Linked DNA regions of Mus musculus: region 2 is linked to region 1. Evidence: chromatin contacts called from public promoter capture Hi-C data. All regions are on one chromosome and are shown on one strand. The core of a region is the stretch at or near the end of the contact, and the rest is flanking DNA. Distances in the headings are between cores, read along the strand shown.

Region 1 (4,045 bases), core at 521-3,020:
AGAATAAAATCTGAGTTGTACCTAAGGCCCTGGTTAGAGCCATACATTATATATTGTTATCCTTATCTTACGAGTTAATACAGTTGGGCTTGTCAGTCACCAGGTCAGGAGCCTCTCCAAAAGGTAGCCAGCTAAAGAGAAAGGACTGTCTTCTTAACGAGATAATTTACCCTGGTAACTGTTAGCCTTCCCACAATGTGGAGTTCACAGAGCTTCTGTCACACAGGACTCTATTGCCTACTGGCTTATGGTAGTAGGGCAAGCTTTCTAGATGTTTCTCTATAGACCCAAACTCTCCTTTGACAGCCACATAAATGCCTATATTAAGGGCATGGATAGCCTCTCTTCTCCTTCTAGCAGATGCCAAGTGGTTTGTCTTTCTTTCCTCCAACTCTAATATAACCATCCTGGAACTTCCTTCTAAGTCAGCTTCTTTCTTAATGTTTTTATTAAAGAGACTAAAAACCCACGCAAGTGAACACCGTTTTTGCACTAACACCTATGATGGGTGTAAATTTTTCCACGAGAGCATTCTGTATCTGATCATCATCACCTAGCTTCTCTTCCCCCGTTGTGAAAAAAAAAAAAAAAGAAAAAAGAAAAAAGAAAAGAGAAAAAAATGACCTGAGCTGCAGTGGCAGGCACCAACAAAGGTACTTTTCACTGGAGCTGAAGCGGCACTGCCTGGAACACACAGCATGCTCAGGACAACTGTTGCTCTGATGCTGATGAACCGGCTGAAGGGGCAGTTGATTTAAATACCTCCACCTTCCTACAACTATGCAAATAAGGGCTTTTGTCTTTCTTTGTGGCACAGCCCTACCTCAAAGCTTCCAAAGCAGTGGACAGTGCTACTCCTGGGCCAACCATCCTCATTTTAATAGCAATTACAAATCTGAGTTGTGACGTATCTTAGTGATACAGCATTTGCTTAGTATAGGCAGCGCGTGCGCGCGCGCGGGCACACACACACACACACACACACACGCAGAGAGAGAGAGAGGGGGGGGGAGAGGGAGAGAGAGAGCGAGCGCGCAATCTGCATGTTGATCACACTCACACACACCCACTCCCACAAATCAGCAGCTATGATTCTGGCTCAACTTGTTATTCTTCAACAGCTGCGGAATAAATCCTGGCTGTTAAAATGTTTTACCGCTTGACAGCAAAGCAAGAATTGCAACAGATGATAATTTATGAAAACACAGAGTATCTAGGAAAAAATACGGGGGGCGGGGGGCGTCCTTTAAATAAGACAAAATGTATAGGAAAGGCATGAGGCCAGGGAAAAGAATGCCTAATATCAATAGGAAGCTTAGAGCAGGAGACTCACCCAAGGGCTGAAAGATGTACTGTGTCTGGCAGCAGAGATCTCAGGCTGGCAGTGGCCACTGCAGGAGGTTGAGAGGAGAGAGGCAGACCACAGTCACCTGTAGTGAAAAACAAAACAAATATCCTTTATTTCCTGAATCTAACCTCATAGTAAATTTCGCTCGCGGAGGGATTTTCCTGACCACTCCACCCTTTCTCATATAAACAGTCAATTGTGGCAAGGCTCCATTCTGTCTCTCGGGGGGAAAAAAAAATGAGAAAAGTGTCTATCTAAGGTAGAGAGTTTCCTCAGGTGGGACCAAGATCCAAGAACCTGTTGTTGCTGGTGGTGGACGTGGAAGACCGAGGGCTTCTCAGTGAGTCACCCGGGATCAGCTCCGGTGTGGACCCTCAGGGCAGAACAACTGCAGTGAAGGGGGCGGGAGTGTGAAGAAACAGCTGGCCACTCCCCTGCTGTTGGCTGCTGGGAACTAGAAGCTAACCATGGAGGAGACTTGGAAAGGGGAGCTTACATAGTTTTTTTTGGGGGGGGGGGTAATTTCAATTTTCAATTGTCTGCTCTTGATTTTTAGCACCTCAAGACTTCCTGATATTTATTTATTTTAAGAACTTAAGAGCTCCAATCAGTTTTCAGTTTTCGTTCTAACTGCACTCCCATGGCACAATTTTACATAAAGCTGATAACTTAATTGACTGAAAGGAAAGGAACTTCAGAGTTTGAAGAAGTAGGCGCCAAAGATTTAAGGAAGTAGAGAAAGAGACGGTTTAAGACAGATGAGAACAAGAGGGACTTGCTTGAGGTTATTAGATGATTAAAGGATTCTTGCATCCCGATAAACTTCCAATGGCGCAGAAATCACTCACAAGTACCCACTCCCCACACTTGGCTCTTGCAGTTTAAGCAAGCCCCTAAAGGGGGATGGGCCTCCTGAATAAGTGGAGCCGGGGAAGGGAAGGCAATGTCCGGGATGGGAGTGGTTGGGTGTTTTCAGAGCTGGGAGAGGGATGTCTGCAGCGCTGGCTCTTACCTTCCCCAGAAATCCCGGTGCTGTGAGTCAAGAAAAATGAAAACAGCTGCGGATTAATTTTCCTGGAAAACACGCCCACCTCTCTGGCTCTGCTGTAACATAGCAACTCTATGACTGAAGCATCTGCAAGGAAGAGAATCCCTGTTAAATTTCCAAGATGCAGAGGATGGATCACAGACCAGGCAAAGTCAAAGGCAGGCAAATCCTTCTTCACGTGAACATTTAAAATTGTAACAACAGAAAGACCCGGTGTGGAAATGCGGTGCTTCTGTAACAAATTTAATTACCAATGGGTTTACATCAGCGCTTCGAAGTTTGAAGTTTGAGTTGAAGTTGAGGTATCCTGGCTTCCATCCCCAGGTTATGTTCCGTTCAGGGCACACACTGTAGAAATCACATCTGGTGCTGCTCACTGTCTGCTGGACTATCTACCAGCAAAAGCCAAAACCTGGCATACTAAACAGATTTCTTCCTCCATTGTGCTGAAATAAAAACCTAGAACTTGTCTTCCACAGAGGAGACATGACACACATCTTGTAAGAAGCAGAATTGGGGAGTATTTATGGCAAATATACACAAATAAATAGAACTTTATAGTTAACCATAAATCCAAACTTTATTTTAAAACAATGTGTAATTTACTTTTTCCATTTTAAAGTTTTTCATGAGTCCAATGATCAAACCTTTAAAGAAAAACGTCACTTTATATGCATACATATTGTACATACATCTGTGTATATATGAAAGGCACTGGTATATGAATTTGTATTTTGTCAATAAGAGGAGATAGGAATATGATTACCCAACAGTACTAGCTAGTTTTATTTCAACTTGACATAAGCTGGGGTCATTTGAGAAGAAGAAATCTTGATTGAGAATATGACCTCATAAAAATTGGCTTATAACAAGCCATTGGGACATTTCTCTTCCTGTCTCTCTTTTTCTTTTTCTTTTGTTTGTTTTCTTTGTCTTGAAAAGAGCACAGTTTTCCCTTATTGTAGTAGACATTTGCACTCATTTACCATTTTTACACTTTCCTTACATATGTTCCTGTTTTCATTTTTATCTTTGTCATTGAAACTGTTTTCCTCACTGTCTTTTTTTTTAAGTTTTGCTTTTTCTTTTCTCACTCTCTCTTTTCCCATCTCTCCTAGTTCAGAAGTCCCAAACTGTGTTCCTCCAGCTGCCAGCTGAGCAATCACCTGACTGTTTCTCTATTAAAGCCTCAGGAGCAGAAAGCGTTGCCCTTCCCCCAAGTAACTCAGAGAGGCCCCTGGATGCTGGAAAGTGACTCTGGTCACTTCTTACCCAGCATCTATCATGTCCTTGGACACTGAGTTTTCTCTTCATCACTTCAGAAAGCTACCAGCCTTTAATATTGTACCTTTTCCATTTTCTGTATATTCTTCTTTCTTAACTTTAATTAGACATTTGTAAAAATAATGCTTAAACTCTGTTCATGACTGTCTAATAATCTCTTTATCCCAACCTTCAGTTTTCACACAAGTCATTTCCTTCCTTCCTCCCTTCCTTTCCAGCTTTCTTTCTTTCTTTCTTTCTTTCTTTCTTTCTTTCTTTCTTTCTTTCTTTCTTTCTTTCTTTCTTTCTTTCTTTCTTCCCAACCAAAAATATGACAGAATAAGATAGAAAATAAAGCAAAACTATCACATTGAAGCTGCACAAGT
Region 2 (4,082 bases), core at 874-3,373, 640 kb after region 1:
GCTACAGTGTACTTACATAAAATAAATAAATAAATCTTTTAAAAAAAAAAAACAAGGAAACATGCTCCACTATTTTCATAGCAGCCTTATTTATAATAGCCAAAAGCTAGAAACAACCCAGATATTTTTCAGCAAAGGAACGGATACAGAAAATGTGGTACACAGTGTAAATTACTCAGCAATTTAAAAACAATGACTTCATGAAATTCGAAGGCAAATAAATGGATGGAGCTAGAAAATATCATCCCGAGTGAGGTAACCCAGTCACAAAAGAACACACATGATATGTACTCACTGTGGAGAGCTTTTGGAGGCCACTTCTAGAAACTTGGAGGGAAATTGACCTCTGGCCAGGACAAGGAAGAGAGCTTAAGGAGGGAATCTGACTTTGAGCTAGGACTCAAGAAAAAGGCTCGGACTAAGAACATTTACATTTGAATTAATGCAAATCTCAGAGCCGACTCAGCCAAGGCACATGTGGCATTCCTTTTGTTTACAGGATTTTGTTTACTGCCTTGCTTTTTTCTTGACCTAGAACTGATCTTATTATTTTGTGTGTACAAAAATGGTATAAAAGCAGACTGGAAAAATAATAAACCCGCTTCAGCCTCAGAACTGGCTGGGGTCATGCTACAGTGTTGTCTAATTGTCCTTTTTCTTTTTAATCCTTTGCCCCTGCCTGGGAGAACCTGTTGACCAACTGAGCTGGCTCAGTCACTCACTGATAAGTGGATATTAGGGAAAAAGCTCAGAAAACCCATGATACAACTCACAGACCATATATGAAGCTCAAGAAGAAGGATACCTGTAGTTTGGATGCTTCAGTCCTTCTTAGAAGGAGGAATAAAATACTCCCGGGAGGTAGAGGGTGGGAGGGACTTGGGAGGAAAGGAGGAGGGGGAGGGGAAAGGGAGAGCAGAATCAGGTATGGCAGCAGTCGGGGGCGATATACTGAGGGTCAGGAAATAGAACAGAGGTGCATAGCAATAGAGGGCGGGGAACAGGGAGTAACCACCAGAAAGTTCCAAAATTCCAGGAAAGCAAAATGTTCCCAGAACCCAACGGGGGATGACCTTAGCTGAAATACCCAACAAAAGGGAGGGTGAGCCTGTAGATACCATAAGCATCTACCCACTCATTTCCAAAATTTTAACCCAGAATTGCTCAACCTCTGCACATGCATACATGGGCAAGTGCACACATACATGCATGCGCGCGCGCGCGCGCACACACACACACACACACACACTTAGGTTTATTTCTCAACACTGAAAGAAGAAATGAAGACAAGTGAATGGGGGGGGGGTTCATAGTGTAGTTCACACGGGCACCAAGGCCAGACTTCTGAGTCTCCAAGATGTTCCCACTGGGAGTCCGGTAAAGACGGCACAGACTCAGTATTTGTAGTCAGGAGAACTGACAATTGTTTTTTAAAGGTTAGGGAAACTGAAGGCCAAATTAAGAGGGATTTTTAAAATCTGTTGTTGTGTGAATGGTGCTTGTGAGTGTGATCGTGTGCTCTGAGTGTGTGGAAGTCTGAGGACAACTTTCAAGAGTTGATCTTCTCCTTCCCGGTCCCGGGCTCCCTGCATTGAACTCAAGTGGTCGGGCTTTCCTGGTAAGCTTTTGCCCGCTGAACCATCTCTCCACCTTGACATAAAAATGTTAAAACTAAGGTATCTCCCAAGATGTTAAAGACTTCTTCCTGAGGGTTAGTCGCTGGCAAGGGTCATTGTAGTGCGCTGAGATTGGTTGGGTGGAGCAAGAAATGCACACTCCAAGGGGGAAGCAGCTGCAGCAACAGAGAGAAGTAGACCGCAGCACTAGAGCCTGCTGGAGAAAAGTTAACAATGCCTGAGAAAGAAAGGGAGCCTCACAGCTCAAGGAACGGAGTGATGTCCTTGCGGGAGCACAGGCCCAGCACAAAGCCAGCAGCAGACAGGCAGGCTGGGGTAGATCTGAGGGTGCCACATGGGAAGTAGGGAACACATCTGTGTGGGTGGGTGGGTGGAATGAAGGGGGAATTTATTCTGGATTTAAGGCAGAGACTGCACTTCTAGTGGGGGTGGGGGATGGAAGCTCTACCTTGTGGGCGTGGCCCGTTTGAGAGCGAATGTCCCTTTGCTGAGGGAGCACGGCTTCCCCTCCCACCCAGAAGGGAGAGCGGCACTGCCTGTTCCCACACACCCTCCCTTAGCAGGCTCGAGCACATTAATCATAGTCTTCCTCGCCGTGTACATTAGCACAGCTTTCCCACGTCCGGAAAAATGTTCCATATTTATGCCCTCATTTAAGCCTCACTGTTCACTTGGGCGTTCATCGGGGAAGGTAGAGTTTTAAAGCTTAAAAAAAAGAAAGAAAGAAAAGAAACGCGGAGGTGTCGTGAAGCTTGTGGCTAAACGGTTGATTTCGAGTTGTGAGGGTATAATAATCAACCCTGAACTAGCATTTGTACTCTGTGCTTTCCTATCCAGCCATGTTGGCGCCCAGGTCACAGGATCTTTTGCAATATGAAAGTGCAGGGGAGAGATCTTCGGAGAGAAACGCTAACAGCCAAATCCAGCCTCACGGAAGCAGCCTTGCTTCCCAAGGAGCTGGGCTGAAGGCAGAGCACCAGCTCTTTCTTTGGTGGTCTGTTGTGTGTCTTAAGAAATGCAAGAAAATATCAAATTTCACCCCAGCTGGTTTGACACTTTCAGGTAATTCCTGTCCTAACCATACATGGATCCTGGATTAATGAGAGTATATTTTTATCTCTCAACCTTTGAGCTGAAGCTAAGAGAGCTGCTGTTCTTTGCCTGCTGGATGAGGTTGCCATGGAAACTCTTTCAGGAGAAAAAGCACCTCCCCCTTATAATGTGACAACAAGCAGGAACTAAAACGGACCATCCACTCTAAGATGAGAATGGGGGTGTGGTACACAGACCAAACAAAGCATTACCCCTCCCTCCCCTCCTTCAAGATTCCCTGTAACCCACAATTATGAAGTGTTCCCCCAAACAGATTCATGTCCAAATACACAACAGTAATGCTCTTTTGACTCCCAAAATCCTGATCTTTACTGATACTTTCTTGGGCATGGCCTGGAAGGCCAGGTATAGCTAAGGGCACCAGTTGCGTGTATTGTGTCTGAGCTGGCTTCATGTGACCAACATGTGCATTTCTTGTCCAATGACAGCACACTGCAGGCTTAAAAGGAACCCAGCTGTCGGGCGTGGTGGCGCACACCTTTAATCCCAGCACTCGGGAGGCAGAGGCAGGCGGATTTCTGAGTTCGAGGCCAGCCTGGTCTACAGAGTGAGTTCCAGGACAGCCAGGGCTATACAGGGAAACCCTGTCTCGAAAAAAAAAAAAAGGAACCCAGCTAAGAACATTTCACACACAGATACATAAAGTCAGACAGGCAGAGAAACACATAAATAAATAAATAAATAAATAAATAAATAAATAAATAAATAAATCCTGCAGATTAAAGCTTTGTGGGGGGGGGGGGGCAGCTCACTTTTGAGATACTTTTTTCTCTTCAGGATTCAGTATCTGATTTGGAATATATTGTCTTTTCAATATTCCTGGGCTGAATGCATCTTTGAATACAAAGAGAGATGATAACTCAGATTTACAACTGAGACTAGAACACAGGTCTCTTATAACTTACACAATCCCTGCAATGTTTGCATCATTAGGACTGTGAAGGATTTAAAGCATACATGCTACCCTCACTAGGGTGTATCCCTAGTAACGAAGATGATCGTTTTTAATCATTTACTTGTGCTTTTCAAGGGTAGGAATGAGGTCAAGTCTTGCCATGTAGCCCAGGCTGTCCTCAGACTTGCAATTCTCCTCCCTCTGCCTTCTGAGTGTTGGCCATAGGTGGGCACCATCGCGCCCGAATGAGGGCAGATTGTCATACACACTGCTTTGCCATTAGAGCCAAGAAGAGTGCCTGGCATACTGCACATGCTCCATAGGTGTCTGATGATTGATTTATTAACTCAATGAATGTTTGAAACGGATGGATCAAAGAATCATGTGTAAAACAGTGACAAGCTGTCAGAAGACATCAGCCCAGGAAATGGTAGTCA

What was found. Promoter capture Hi-C pulls out the DNA fragments that hold promoters and counts their contacts.
Region 2: a promoter capture Hi-C map of embryonic stem cells shows a contact between it and region 1, with 2.9 times the contacts expected there. The contact joins the enhancer-like site here to the promoter of AW551984 in region 1. A contact is called at or near these places in 3 of 39 promoter capture datasets (cranial neural crest, embryonic stem cells and hippocampal neurons) and 3 of 115 datasets of contacts at active chromatin or transcription factors (embryonic stem cells, forebrain and stem cell-derived neural progenitor cells).

Annotation. Positions count from the first base shown.
Region 1 is chr9:39,601,882-39,605,926 of GRCm38.p6, forward strand. It overlaps AW551984 (expressed sequence AW551984), which reads right to left and starts at 1,771. Exons shown (of 20, transcript NM_001199556.1): 1 at 1,646-1,771; 2 at 1,334-1,430.
Region 2 is chr9:40,239,533-40,243,614 of GRCm38.p6, forward strand. No RefSeq gene overlaps it. Among named protein-coding and RNA genes, the nearest start is that of Scn3b, 28 kb to the right of the region's middle. Within about 2 kb of position 2,124, at least 115 of the 459 cell types and tissues checked have an H3K27ac peak or open chromatin away from gene starts, as enhancers often do. A contact at or near this core is called in embryonic stem cells, forebrain, hippocampal neurons and 1 more, where this site is marked.